Regions from separate parts of the Danio rerio genome. Here region 1 is linked to region 2. A link is a contact called in public Hi-C data. All regions are on one chromosome and are shown on one strand. The core of a region is the stretch at or near the end of the contact, and the rest is flanking DNA. Distances in the headings are between cores, read along the strand shown. Region 1 overlaps fam13a (family with sequence similarity 13 member A). Region 2 overlaps herc3 (HECT and RLD domain containing E3 ubiquitin protein ligase 3).

Region 1 (7,002 bases), core at 2,686-5,185, 120 kb before region 2:
CGTCATCAGGCAAGCAATGGTCAATACAGGTACCAACGGGTATGTGAAGGCAGTCCAGAATCGTAATCAGTAACAGGCGAAAGGTCAAAGGCAGGCGGCAGGCAAAGACAAGGATGCTAACAAGGCTAAGGTCGGTACACAGGATAACAAGACTGGGAAACGCGTTGTAGTGCTACTGACAGTAAACAAGACTCGGCAAACTGAATAGGTGAGTGTGTGGCTTAAGTAGTGTGTGCAATCAGCCTCTGACAATCCTCAGGTGGTGCGAGTAATCAAGTCTAGATGAGGAGGCATGTATGAATATGGAGTGCATGTATGAATATGTAGTCCAACAATGGCGGAATTGTAGTCCAAGGCTATGCTGAGTGAGAACCAGCGATCTTATGGAATCCGATCGCTGGTAATCGTGACACTTGAAATCTTACGTTTATGAATTTCATGGTACACAAGTTAAATTACCTCATATTTTGAAGTGATAGGACCAAAATGTTAAATTTTAAGTTATTTTCAGTCAACTTTACTTAATTGTTTAGGTAAAGACAAGTATATTATTTACATTTTTGGTGCGTTAAGTGCACCAAATGGCCAAAATAATAGCGTTGCAGGATGTCTTTGCATTGACTTAACATGTAAATGACCTAACATGCATCGACTTAAGATGTAGCGTCGCAGGATATCTTTGCATTGACTTAACATGTAAATCACTCATGCTTAACGCTTCATCCACACTTCATAAGTTGCTTCATCCGTGTCTGGTAGGATTGCATTAATAATGCATTCCTATAAACGCTTTCAAGATTCTCCTGTTGTGCAGGAACATACTATGATGAACATAACTGAAGATAATTTGGATGAAATTAGAGAGCTCTCTGATCCTCCACAGACAGCAGTAGTCCCGAGATGTTTAAAGTCCAGAAAAGGGAACCAAAAATATTGTCAAAACATTCCATGTGTCTTCAGTGATTTAAGTGCAGTCATACGCAGCTCCAACAAGACTTTGGTGCACCAAAAACGACTTTATTTGCAAATGATGATTTCTCTTCCTGGTCATTTTGACAGGGTGTATGTTTACTACTGGCTGTACCATATGTTGCAACATAAGCCCCTTTCACACAGTGATACCGGTAAATTTCTGGAAAATTTCCGGAACGACTTTACCGGTATATTCAAAAAAGCGATGTTCACACAGGCGAGGACGTTACGGAAATTTTCCGGAAAAGAGCATTCACACATCCATTCCAAAATACCGGTAAATTCTGACATCATTAACCACAAATGAGCTTTAAACGGCTGTGCTTGTGTTTGTAAACATTTTACTAAATTACAAATCTGTGGATGATCAATATTGTGAATATGTGCGTGTGCAGGCACTCACAGGCTGTTTCACAGGCACACGCAAAGCTTGAAGGTAAACAAACAACGGCTTATCATAAGCATCTCATCGATGATTATTTACACAGTTGGCATTAAGAAGAACATATAAACGTGATCTGACTAACTTCTAGCAGCTAAAACCTCAGAAACCCTCACAATCCGCGCGGAGGTAAATGCGTCTGACTGTTGTGATTAGCTAAAGCAGACGTCTCACGTCAGCACGTTCTAGACGTGCACGCGCTTATTACGGGAATCTTCCTTCTGCATTCACACAGCGCAGCATTCCGGCAAATTGCCGGTAATGTTACAACTTCTCTTTCCGGAAAATAGCCAGAACGAATTTACCGGTATTTTCAAAAAGGACCTGTTCACACATACAACCTTTCCGGAAAATTGCTGTATGTGTGAAAGGGGCTATAGGCTCATTCTGAAAACATAGCCCTATTTACATTTCCTGAGATCACAAATCATGTAGCCAGAAGTACATATGGCTGCATTTGGTCTTAAAAACAAATGCTATGGGGCGGTATGGGGCACCCTTACAAGCTGACTGCTTATCTCCATATCGATGGCTTCCCAGCTGTTACCAGTTTGTCCAGTAGCTTGTCATGTACATCAGCAGACGTGAGAAGTAGAGAAGAGTTGACCACGATGATGGGGTTTGAGTCCGGCGAAAAACGGTTCCAGAAAGCAGGTATAACAAAAACAGAAGCCAAAAAAAAAAATAATAATAAAAATTAAATAACAGGGTGAGAATGTGGTAAAATCTGGAAACGTGGTAAAAATCAGGTTAGGGCTTTTCTTTTTCTGGATTGCTTTTTAAAACTGTCGATTGGGTTTAGGGAAGTGGGCTGGGGGTACAATCTGTGCTTTGCACAGAAGAAAGAGGGTTGGTCAGTCAATTGCTCAGTCAGTCAGTCGGTCGGTCAGTCAGTCAGTCAGTCGACAACGGCCTCTTGTGGATTTACGCGAGAACAGCAGGCATGAATGGCACTCGCGAGACTAATTTGAGATCTCAAATAGCATACACAGTGGCCTCTGGTGGATTTGCGAAAAAAAAAAAAAAAAAACATACTGCCGCTCTCCAGAAATGTATATATGGGTACATTTTCAGAATGAGTCTGGGTTGATATTTTGTCATTAGTTAGCATTGCAAAAGTAACTCCAAACATTTTATGAACAAAATTCAAGCTTCACATGGAACTACTGTACTTGTGCGAGAAAATACATAACACTGAAATACAGTTTTTTAGTCTTATATTTTTCATTGTACACCATGTCCACTACAAGCTAGGCTTATTGGATGGACTTTAATATGGTTGGGCGATGTAGACCAATTTGGCATCGTTCAATGTCTAATGTGAAACAATTGCAATGGACAATGGTGATAGACAATGGCATCATCTTGTGAAAACCGAGTTTGGGGGGGGGGGGGGGGGGGGTTATTTTTAGTATGTGTATTTTTTTGTATGAGTGTGTATTTTTTGCAAGCAGGTTTGCGACGGGGCCGGGGCGGAAGATCGGAGATGCCGGCTCAGCATCGTGTTGTCTATTGGCCATCGGCGATGGACAATGACATCGTCTTTCAGCACAACCCTAGATACTAATTCGATTTTTTAAAATACATCATTCAATACATTTAATTTTATTATTATTATTAACATTTAATATTAACATTACAATCTATTTATTTCACAACAGCAAATCAGGTCATTGGTTTAGTAGCTGCTAATCTGTTGATCAACTGAGATGATTTAGGTGAAGGTTATGATATGAGTCAGTGATTGAGCAGAGCTTCTCCTGTTGTCCAGTTTAATGCAGACTACCTCAGAACAAATGTCTTTTCACACTGACTGAAGAGGCTGGATGTTGGCTTCTGAACGGTGTAAAATACTAGATGGAGCATTATTTTACTGGCTCAGATCCAGTGGATCCATTATAATGTGACTTTGCTTTGATTAATGTTATCTTGGTGTTGGCGATGCATCAATAAACACATCAGATCCATAGTAAGACTTCCTAAATAAGAGATCCTTAAGAAATTACACATCCAAATTTGACTTGTGTTTACTTATGTTTAGAAAGATTAGGGTAATCAAAGTATGTATACATGGTAGATTATTAATCAGAGTATTGTCTTGGTCATGTTAACATCAGAATATATGTGGTGTCTCAATTTCCCTCTCTTTGTGGCATGTGTGAGACACTATATATCCTGCACAGATGGTCCATCCCAAATGCCAGAAAATGAGGATTAAAGCAGACACACATTTTTGTATTGGGAGTTTTTTATCCAGATACTGCACAGTCATTTAAAATATTTTCTGACGCAAACAAGTGTGACCATTGCAGACAAGATGGAATTTTAGATTTGATCTGATTCAGGTTGTGTTGATCAAATATCAGATTATTGGCAGTGAAATCTGGCTTAGCTTTCCTTCTCATTCCATTAGAGTCTATGAAGCAGTCAGATTTTACTTTTAAGCATGATGCTGTCTTTTCTCTTCCTGCCACACATACACACACCGTTTTAGCCGTCACCCTTCCCCTAGTTCTTACAGAGTAGTTCTGAGTCAGCTTTATTCACTTCCACATCCACACCACACAAATAATCCCTGTCGCCACTTTTCCTCAGCAGCTGCTATTGTTCTGTGAGCACCAGCCATAGTACAAATTATATTACAAAACAGATATATTATACAACACACATAGTATATCAAATAATGCATTTATTTGTGTGGATATTAATGATTAATAATTACATTATTACTGCAATGTATTTATCGTTATAGACTGACAAATATCAACATGACATAAGGCATTCATAGGTGATAAATAGCCAAAATAAAAATGAATATTTAACAGTTATTTTAAGGCTACGTGCCTTAGTGTCCCACCAGTGCTGATATACAGCCATATTGCAATGCTGCAAGTGTGATAGTGTTTATACAACAGTTCGATGGCATAAGTGTATATAAAAAAGAACGCAGAGAACCCCCCCCCCCCCCTTTTTTTTACAAAGAACTACTTTCTTCTGCCATTCGTTCACATCGGCAGCTGATGTCAGAACAGCAGAAACTGTTGCTAATTCACCATTGTCACTTCAGAGCTAGTATTTGAATGATTCTCTAGTGTAATGTCTAAAGTGATGACACACAGGTGATTTTGCTCACATTTTAAGGTTATAAGGCTGAACAGCATGAAATGTCATCGGTCTACAGAGATTTCCCAATACTTGGGAAACGTGGCGCAGTGGGTTCGCCTCACAGCAAGAAGGTCGCTGGTTCGATCCTCGGCTCAGTTGGCATTTCTGTGTGGAGTTTGCATGTTCTCCCTGCGTTCGCGTGGGTTTCCTTCGGGTGCTCCGGTTTCCCCCACAGTCCAAAGACATGCGGTACAGGTGAATTGGGTAGGCTAAATTAGCCGTAGTGTATGAGTGTGTGTGTGTGTATGTGTGGATGTTTCCCAGAGATGGGTTGCGGCTGTAAGGGCATCTGAATGACAGATATATTGTCAACACAAACTTTTATTTTAGATGTGAATAATCACAATTAATCTTTGCCCAGCATTAATTTACATAAAAACTTACATTTTATTACTACAATGTATCACAGGAACTGGAATATTATATTATTGTAATAATTTTATCTTTGGTTTCTCCTTAGCTCTTTTTTGAACATTTCTTTTATATTTTCAATACTATTAAGACCTTTAACTCTATAAAACGCTTTTATTTTGTATTTGTCAGAGTCCAGCGAGGCTGATTTCTGCCATGACCTGCGTGAGCTCCTCCGCCAACTACCAGATCTCCACTACAGTCTCCTGCAGTACTTGTGCTACTTCCTGTCGCAGGTGGAGCAAGAACACGAACACAACCGTATGACCGCCAGCAACCTGGCCACAGTGTTTGGACCAAACGTCTTTCAGTAAGTCAAGCAATTCAACAAACTAACAAACAACACAATCTGATATTCAGTGTCAGTTCTTTATAAAAAAACATTGAAGACAGCAGCAGCATGCTAAGTAGCATCTAAGGACTTATTATGTGGTCTCTGTTGCCATCTTGTGGCAGGACGCCTTTGCTCTGCTCAGTATGACAGGCTGATGGCTGCTGACGTGGTGAATCTCAGAAATGATAAACATTTAACTATCCTTATAAATAAATTAGCAGTAGCATGCTAGTCGATATCTACTACATAACTACATAAACATATTCACTAAGTTTTCAGAAAGTCCTGGCTTCAGTTTAGAAGTTGTAACCTTTTTTCCTTATCTCTGTCTGACTACTGTTTGAATATTTATGACTTTATTCCATCACTACTAGTCATTTTTTACAATTAAGATGTGTAAGGTTAGCTTGTTTTGTTGTTTCTAGAGTATCAGAATAGCATTTAAAGGCTGATTCAAACAATACTCACAAACGCCAACAAATAGTATTGCTTTTGTCAATAAAAATTATTATTTAAATTGTCATTAACGCATGTTTTTCATTTCATGAAAACGAGACAAGACACAACATAAATGTTGGTCAGGTGATGATGACTAGTGTTAAATTTATAATGCAAGATTGTTGAAGAAATAACAAAAGAGATGAAATGTGGTCTACAAAATGCTAAAATGTTGACAAATAAGATGAAATGACATGTAAATGACATGCATTATTAGTGGAGTTTGCCTTTAGGCAAATCCACTATTGTTATTTTCTATAATTTGTATTATTCATAATTTCAGCACGTAACTTCTCCCACAGTTTATGTCCCAGACCCTTAAAAGTGGGGTCAAATCATGCGGATTTATCAGGAATGATGTGCTATGTCTTAAATAAGGGGTCCGGGGTTTTTGGCCCTGTAACCCCCCCACCCCACCCCCATCCCAAAATCCTACTGACTTAACATTGAGCTCAACTTTAACACATTATAGCGGCAAGTGTGAATTTCATAGAAATATGGGATTTAAGACATGTGGAGAGGTGAGCACACCCCAAACAGAGGTAAAAGTTGTACCCCTGGGGTGGTAGGGCATCCCAAAATTTTACATAGCCTTAACATTTCCCACTGAAATCCATTCATCCCACTATCTCCCATTATAACTGTCACGCATCAATAAAAAGTTAAATAGCAGTGCCATACAGAAATGGGGGTGGGATCATTTGATTCATGCAACCAATCAGCTTGGCAATATGATAATGAAGCTCTCAAGCCACGCCCCAGATCATTTAAATACCCCTAATAACTGATTCCATAGACTGCCATTATAATTGGCATAGATGCATGTTTAAACAGCAATGTCATTCAGACATGGGGGTTGGTTCATTTGACTCATGCAACCAATCAGCATCTCAATATGATAATGAAGTTCTCAAGCCACGCCCCCACATTGATTCCATAGACTGCCATTATAATAGGCCTAGATGTATTTATTTGCATAGCAGTGTCATAGAGACATGGGGGTGGGCTCATTTGATTCAGGCAACTAATCAGAGTCCAAAATTTAAACATGGAATGGAATTAATCATGGAATCTTTCACTGCATTTCCAAATTTTTTTCCTCTGGAGAAAGTCTTAGAGAAAGTTTATTTCGGCTAGAATAAAGGCAGTTTTATTATTATTAGGGGCAATATTATTAGTC
Region 2 (6,810 bases), core at 2,246-4,745:
GCAACCCATCTGGGAAACATTCACACACACATTCATACACTACGGACAATTTAGCTTACCCAATTCACCTATACCACATGTCTTTGGACTGTGGGGGAAACCGGAGCATCCGGAGGAAACCCACACGAAGGCAGGGAGAACATGCAAACTCCACACAGAAACGCCAACTGAGCCGAGGTTCGAACCAGCAACCCAGCGACCTTCTTGCTGTGAGGCGAACATGCTACCCACTGCGCCACTGCCTCGCCCTACACAAATTATTAATAAAATCTAAATATATAATAATTTTAAAAGTTTATTGAAAGTTGTGTATGGTTAATAATCTAGTTACAAATAATATATAAAAAGCACACACAAAAGTAATATTAAATATTTTGTAAAATAAAATATTTGGTCACTTTATTTTGAGGGTCCGTTTGTTGAATTTAAGTTACATTGCATCTATATGGCAACTAATTCTCATGAGATTATAAGTAGACTGTTAGGTTGGGGTTAGGGTTAGTGTAAGTTGACATGGTCTTGCAAAGTTTCTTATAGTCAGTTTAATGTCTGTTGAAGGAGCAGTATCAGCAGATATTAAGCAGACAGTCTACTCATACTCAAGTGGACCATCAAAATAAAGTGTTACCAAATATTTTTGAATGTAGCGATAGATGGTACAGATTTCATATGCAGTATATCATGAAGCTCATTCCATACATATTGAGCGCACTTGAAGAATGCACATCGACCGAACTCTGTTTGCAAAATACCCCAGTTTTTTGTTTTCACAAGCTTTAGAGACATAAGTTCCTCTTTTAAATAATAGGTCACCTATAGCTTTCGTTGTAGGACTGTGATCAAAATAACATCAATGTTTCAAGTGCACTGCGAAGAGAGCGCAATTGTAAACATGAAGATCGCTAAAACTGAACTGAAAGCAAATTACAGCTAAGAGAGATGACCTTAATGTTTTTGTTAATCATTTCAAATTTAAATGTTAGAATGTTTTAAATGAATAGGGCATAGGGGGACAACTGGGAATAGAACATAGCCAGGAAATATGTTTCCAGAGGTGTAGTTGCAAGTGTACAAGTCTGCGACGCAGTTTGCGAATGTTCGCTGAAACAGGCGATTTGGGCAATGACAAATCAACGAACTATGTTTGTAACGAAGAAACTTGCGACCTTAGTTGACTAACGATGGTTTTGGGAAACGCCTCACATAATGACAACCCAAGCTCATTCTGAAAACGTAGCCCCGCGGACGTTTCTGGAGACCACGATTTACGTGGCCAGAGGCATGTATGGCTGCATTTAATTTTTTTAAATCCAAAAAATAAAGCGAACGAGTTCGTAACAGGGCGAGAACGTGGTGAAATCCGAAAACGCGGTCAAAATCAGACGAGGGCTTTTCTTTTTCTGGATGGCTTTAGTAAATCGTTGCTTGGGTTTAAAGAAGGGAAGCGAGCGAGCAGGCGGGTGGGTGTTCCGGCAGGTCAATTGGTAAACCGGTTGGATTTAGGGAAGGAGGAGGAGGGTGGGTCGGCCGATTGGCCCGCCACCCAGTCAACCTTTCCGTCATTCGGTCAGTCAGACAGATAGTCACTCGACAGTGCCTCCGACGGCTTTATGCAAGAACAACTCGCCCGCGAGTGGTGTTTGAGACGCGTTTGAGACGCGAAAAAGCACGAACAGCGTCCTCTCGCGGATTCGCAAAAACAAAAACTATACAAATACGTACCCTCCGGGACGTATTTCGCGGTCTTCAGAAACGTCCATGGGGCTACGTTTCCAGAATGAGCCTGGGTTGCAAAATGACTACAATGGCCTGGTGACATGTACATACTTGTGTATGCATTTCCAATGCAAAGGGGCTGGATGTTACTGACAGGAACGGGGCTCTTGGCGCTTCCTCTTATGCCTGTACCGAGCTGGCCCTGAGTGTTGCAGCCAAAAGCATATATCAGACCGGTGGAGGGCACGAATGCAAGGGTGTGGTTCCTGTGACAAACACATAAAGGTATGCTGTCAAATATCTCATCTCCTACTAATCTGATGACTGCATGCACAAAGCAGACACGTAGTCATCATGACAAGTGCTTCAAATATGAGATGCATTTTAGAATTTGCTAATAATTCATGTTAAAAACAACTCTGCATTGTTGTTATGCATGCTAATTGTAACCATTTACTTGTGATTTTTATAATTATTTTCTTTTCTTTGCATAATTGTCACACAATTGCATTATCCATTTGCTTTAAAAACATTTTGCCAATGACAGAAATAAAAGCTAACACTTTAAAGGAATTGAGCGCATTTGCTAAGCTGAAGCAGATGGACAGAGAAGTGTGCATTTTGTCTAGTGCATTTACTTACCGCCCACAAGCGATCTGAGACACCTCAGTGCCCATGAGCTCCATAACTCTGCGTGGAAGAGGCTCGTTTCTGGTGGAGTCATGGCCCAGCTGTCCTTTTGAACCATTTCCAAATGTGAACAGACCCCCTTCCTGGAACAAACATGATACAAACAGCAAAGCTCAAGATTGGAGATGAAAAATACATTTGAGCAACTTTCCACAGCATGGCTAGTTCAACTGGTAGCATTTACTAAAAAAAAAGCAAGACTAAACAATTAGTCTTCTCAAATTCTATCAAAAATGAGAGCGCAAAAAAACAACAACCAGGGGCGGACTGGGAAAAAAATTCAGCCCTGGCAATGTAGCCACAGTAGCCCACTACCACACCAACACAGCCCCACCCATAAACCCACACATTTCCATACATAATAGATATTTAAACACCTAATGTATGTGACTGAAACAAAAACAACCCGTTTATAACAAATGTATGCATTCGTAAACACTAAACAAAAATAATCTGTGCATCTTGCCGAGTCAGTGTGCTGTCTGTGTAAACCGTATGTCTGCTATTACTTATGATAGGAGATTGCCTGGTTTATACTTCTGCGTCAAGTGACCGGCGCAACTCACGGCGCAGGCAACGCGCGTGGCTGTGCATTTATACTTCTGCGCGCTGTCTCTGTTGGTCTGCATTAACACTTCCGAAACGCTAGTGGGCAGTGAGGTGTAAATGTTCCTCTGTGTCGAGTTTCTTCGCTTCTGTTTTGCTATTCTGAACACTTCCTGGATGTACAAGTGACTCAAACTTGCTCATTTTGAGGCAGGAACCGGCGGACGTGCAACAACTTTAACCATGAGGTAAACACAGAACAAAACTTTCCATCCGGAGCTCCTTCACGGGACTCCACACTTGTAAACAATCGCTCGCGCGGCGTCGCGCCATTCGCGCGCCTCTCGGTCCCGCCCAGACTCGTCAGCGCTACCAAGCCGACCAATCACAGAGCTTATGCTACGCGTCGTTGCGACGTGTAGTTACATTTTTTGAGAGGTGCACGTCAGTGACGGCGATGGCCACGGCGAAGGGCTATGCGTCAACGCCGTAGCATACGCCGGTGTTTGACGCAGAAGCATTAGCAACACTTTAGGATAATTTTTTTCACAAATAACTGTTGTATGTCATTCTCTGCAGTGTTATGGGGCTTTGCCCTATTCTTGTTTTGAATATATATGTGCTTATTAAACAATTATAAATAAATTTTATACCTAATGAATAAAAATGAAAAATTATGACTTAATGTACAGTCTCTGGCAGCACGAAACCAGACACCCATCTCTGATTGGGCCAAATGCTTAACATTTATTATTATTATTTAATTATTACTATTATTATTATTCTCATCATCATATGACCACTGAAGAAGATATTTTGAAGAATGTTGAAAATCGGCACCCATAGCAGGAGGAAAATTATGAAAGTCAATAGTTACCGGCTTAAAACATGCTTCAAAGTATCTGCTTTAATGTTTAACAAATAAAGAAAACCTAAAACAGGTTTGGAAAAAATGGAGGATAAGTAAACAATAATGAAATTTCTATGCTATCCCTTTAATGCCCATATAACAGTAGTATACTGTACTCATCATTAACTCAAGTGTGTTTTCTTCATCTGTCGAACACAAAACAAGATATTTTGAAGAATGTTGAATATCTGCATCCATAGCAGGGAAAAAAAAAACTATGAAAGTCAATAGTTACCGGTTTCCAACATGCTTCAAAATATCTTCTTTAGTATTTAACAGATAAAAAAATCCTAAAACAGGTTTGGGAAAAGTGGAGGATGAGTAGACGATGACAGAGTTTTTGTGCTCTGCCTTTAATGCCCATACAACAGTATTATACTGTACTCAACATTAACGCAAGTGTGTTTTCTTCATGTGTTAAACACTGAAGAAGATAATTTGAAGAATATTGCAAACCGGCATCCATAGTAGGGAAAATAAACTATGAAAGTCAATAGTTACCGGATTCCAACATGCTTTGAAATATCTTTTTTAGTGTTTTACAGATGAAGAAAACCTAAATCAGGTTTAAAAAAAAATGGAGGATGAGTAAACAATGATGACATTTCTGTGCTATCCCTTTAACGCCCATATAACGCCCATATAACAGTAGTATACTGTACTCATCATTACATCAAGTATGTTTCTTCATGGGCGAGGCAGTGGCGCAGTAGGTAGTGCTGTCGCTTCACAGCAAGAGGGTCGCTGGTTCGAATCTCGGCTCAGTTGGCATTTCTGTGTGGAGTTTGCATGTTCTCCCTGCCTTCGCGTAGGTTTCCTCCGGGTGCTCCGGTTTCCCCCACAGTCCAAAGACATGTGGTACAGGTGAATTGGGTAGACTAAATTGTTCGTAATGTATGAGTGTGTGTGTGGATGTTTCCCAGAGATGGTTTGCAGCTGAAAGGGCATCCGCTGCATAAAAACTTGCTGGATAAGTTGGCGGTTCATTCTGCTGTGGCGACCCCGGATTAATAAAGGGACTAAGCCGACAAGAAAATGAATGAATGAATGTTTTCTTCCTATGTCGAACACTAAAGAAGATATTTTGAAGAATGTTGAATATCGGCATCCAAAGCAGGGGAAAAAACAATGAAAGTCAATAGTTATCAGTTTCCAACATGCTAACAGTAGTATTGGTAAAGTGCAATGTGGAGAAAAAATATTACATTTACAATATTAAATGCTTATGAAATATTGTATTGCAATCTAAACATATGTTTTTTTTATTGGGGGGGGGGGGTGCTGGTGGTAGGGCCTAGCATGAGAGATGTGACGTCTTTGAAGATTCAAGTTTATTTCCTTGAATAAAAAAGTATGGCAGGTTTGTAAATTAAATGATCTTGTTTGTCTTTCATTCAGTGATGGAATGTTCTAATTGTTAGGACATGCAGCATTGTCAAACCTTAAAGAAGGTCAAATAAGAGTGTTTTTCAGCATACTGCTGTGCTTTGGCCATATGATTAATACCTTTGTCAGGGCAGCCGTGTGCTCCTCTCCACAGCTGATGTAAACCACCTTCTGTGAGCGCAGGAACTTGATGTGGCAGGGAACAGCTCGGTCTGTCAGATCAAGGACAAAGATGAGAAAACATGAGGCTATTTTTAAAGTATGGTTTCTTCTCTATTGTGACACCTACTGTATCTACAGGGATAGCTTGCCCAAAAATGAAAATGACCCTCATCCTTTACTCTACCTCATGCGGTTTTAAACCATTTTGACAAGTTGTACACAAAAGGAGATGTCTTGAAGAATGCTGGTTACTGGCACCTCATAAAATAAAACAAAAATATTATGTCAAAGGGTACTAGCAGCCAACATGTTTTAAAATATCTTCTTTTGGGAATGTGAAAAGGGTCCAAAGGTCAGTTTTTTTCCAACATTCTTCACTATGTCGTCCTTTGTGTATTAGCCCTCCTGAATTATTAGCCCCCAAGTCATTTTATAATGATGGTTTGTTCTGTAGACAATTGAAAAAATATATTGGTCAAGGCGGCTAATAATATTGACCATAAAACAGTTTTAGGCAAGGCAAGGCAAGGCAAGTTTATTTATATAGCACATTTCATACACAGTGGCAATTCAAAGTGCTTTACATAAACAGGAATAAAAAAGACAAGTTTGGGAACATAAAATGCAGACAATAAAATTTTTTAAAAACAGATAAAAACAAATTAAAATGAGTTAAAATAGGCTATAAAAGAATGAAAAAGAAAACGAAAAACATAATAGTGCGATCTGTCGGACGCAGCACAGTGCTCATTCAATAAAGGCACATCTAAACAGATGTGTTTTCTGTCTTGATTTGAATGTGCCTAATGTTGGAGCACATCTGATCATTTCTGGAAGCTGATTCCAGCAGCGAGGAGCATAGTGGCTGAAGGCAGATTCACCCTGCTTTGACTGAGCTCTTGGAACTTCTAGTTTATATGATCCTAAAGATCTGAGTGATCTGTTAGGTTTGTATTCAGTCAGCATATCTGTAATGTATTGAGGTCCTTGGCCATTTAGTGATTTATAGAGCAGTAATAATACTTTAAAATCTATTCTGAATGTAACTGACAGCCAGTGTAGAGACCTGAGGACAGGTGTGATGTGCTCTGATTTCCTGCTTCTGGTCAGAATTCTGGCTGCAGCATTCTGGATGAGCTGCAAGTGTCTGACTGTCTTTTTGGGAAGGCCAGTGAGGAGTCCATTACAGTAATCCACCCTGCTGCTGATAAAAGCATGAACAAGTTTCTCTAAGTCTTCACTGGAAACAAAGCATCTGATTCTTGCAATATTTTTGAGATGATAGTATGCTGATTTACTGACTGCTTTGACATTTAAAAAAATTAAAAACTGCTTTTATTTTAGCCGAAATAAAACAAATAAGACTTTCTCCAGAAGAAAAAATATTATAGGAAATACTC

What was found. Hi-C and Micro-C count contacts between places; a contact is called where the count stands out from the background.
Region 1: a contact with region 2 is called in a Hi-C map of embryo, with 2.8 times the contacts expected there. The contact joins two enhancer-like sites. A contact is called at or near these places in 8 of 18 Hi-C or Micro-C datasets (caudal fin, embryo, hematopoietic stem cells and 2 more).

What each region holds. Positions count from the first base shown.
Region 1 is chr1:54,091,059-54,098,060 of GRCz12tu, reverse strand. It overlaps fam13a (family with sequence similarity 13 member A), which reads left to right. Exons shown (of 24, transcript XM_073954802.1): 4 at 5,123-5,300. It also overlaps a transcript of otx2a not described here. Among named protein-coding and RNA genes, the nearest start is that of fam13a, 15 kb to the left of the region's middle. Within about 2 kb of position 3,935, at least 10 of the 62 cell types and tissues checked have an H3K27ac peak or open chromatin away from gene starts, as enhancers often do. A contact at or near this core is called in skeletal muscle, where this site is marked.
Region 2 is chr1:53,970,751-53,977,560 of GRCz12tu, reverse strand. It overlaps herc3 (HECT and RLD domain containing E3 ubiquitin protein ligase 3), which reads right to left. Exons shown (of 25, transcript NM_001145624.1): 6 at 5,369-5,460; 7 at 2,359-2,489; 8 at 1,828-1,982. Among named protein-coding and RNA genes, the nearest start is that of herc3, 16 kb to the right of the region's middle. Within about 2 kb of position 3,495, at least 5 of the 62 cell types and tissues checked have an H3K27ac peak or open chromatin away from gene starts, as enhancers often do. A contact at or near this core is called in skeletal muscle, where this site is marked.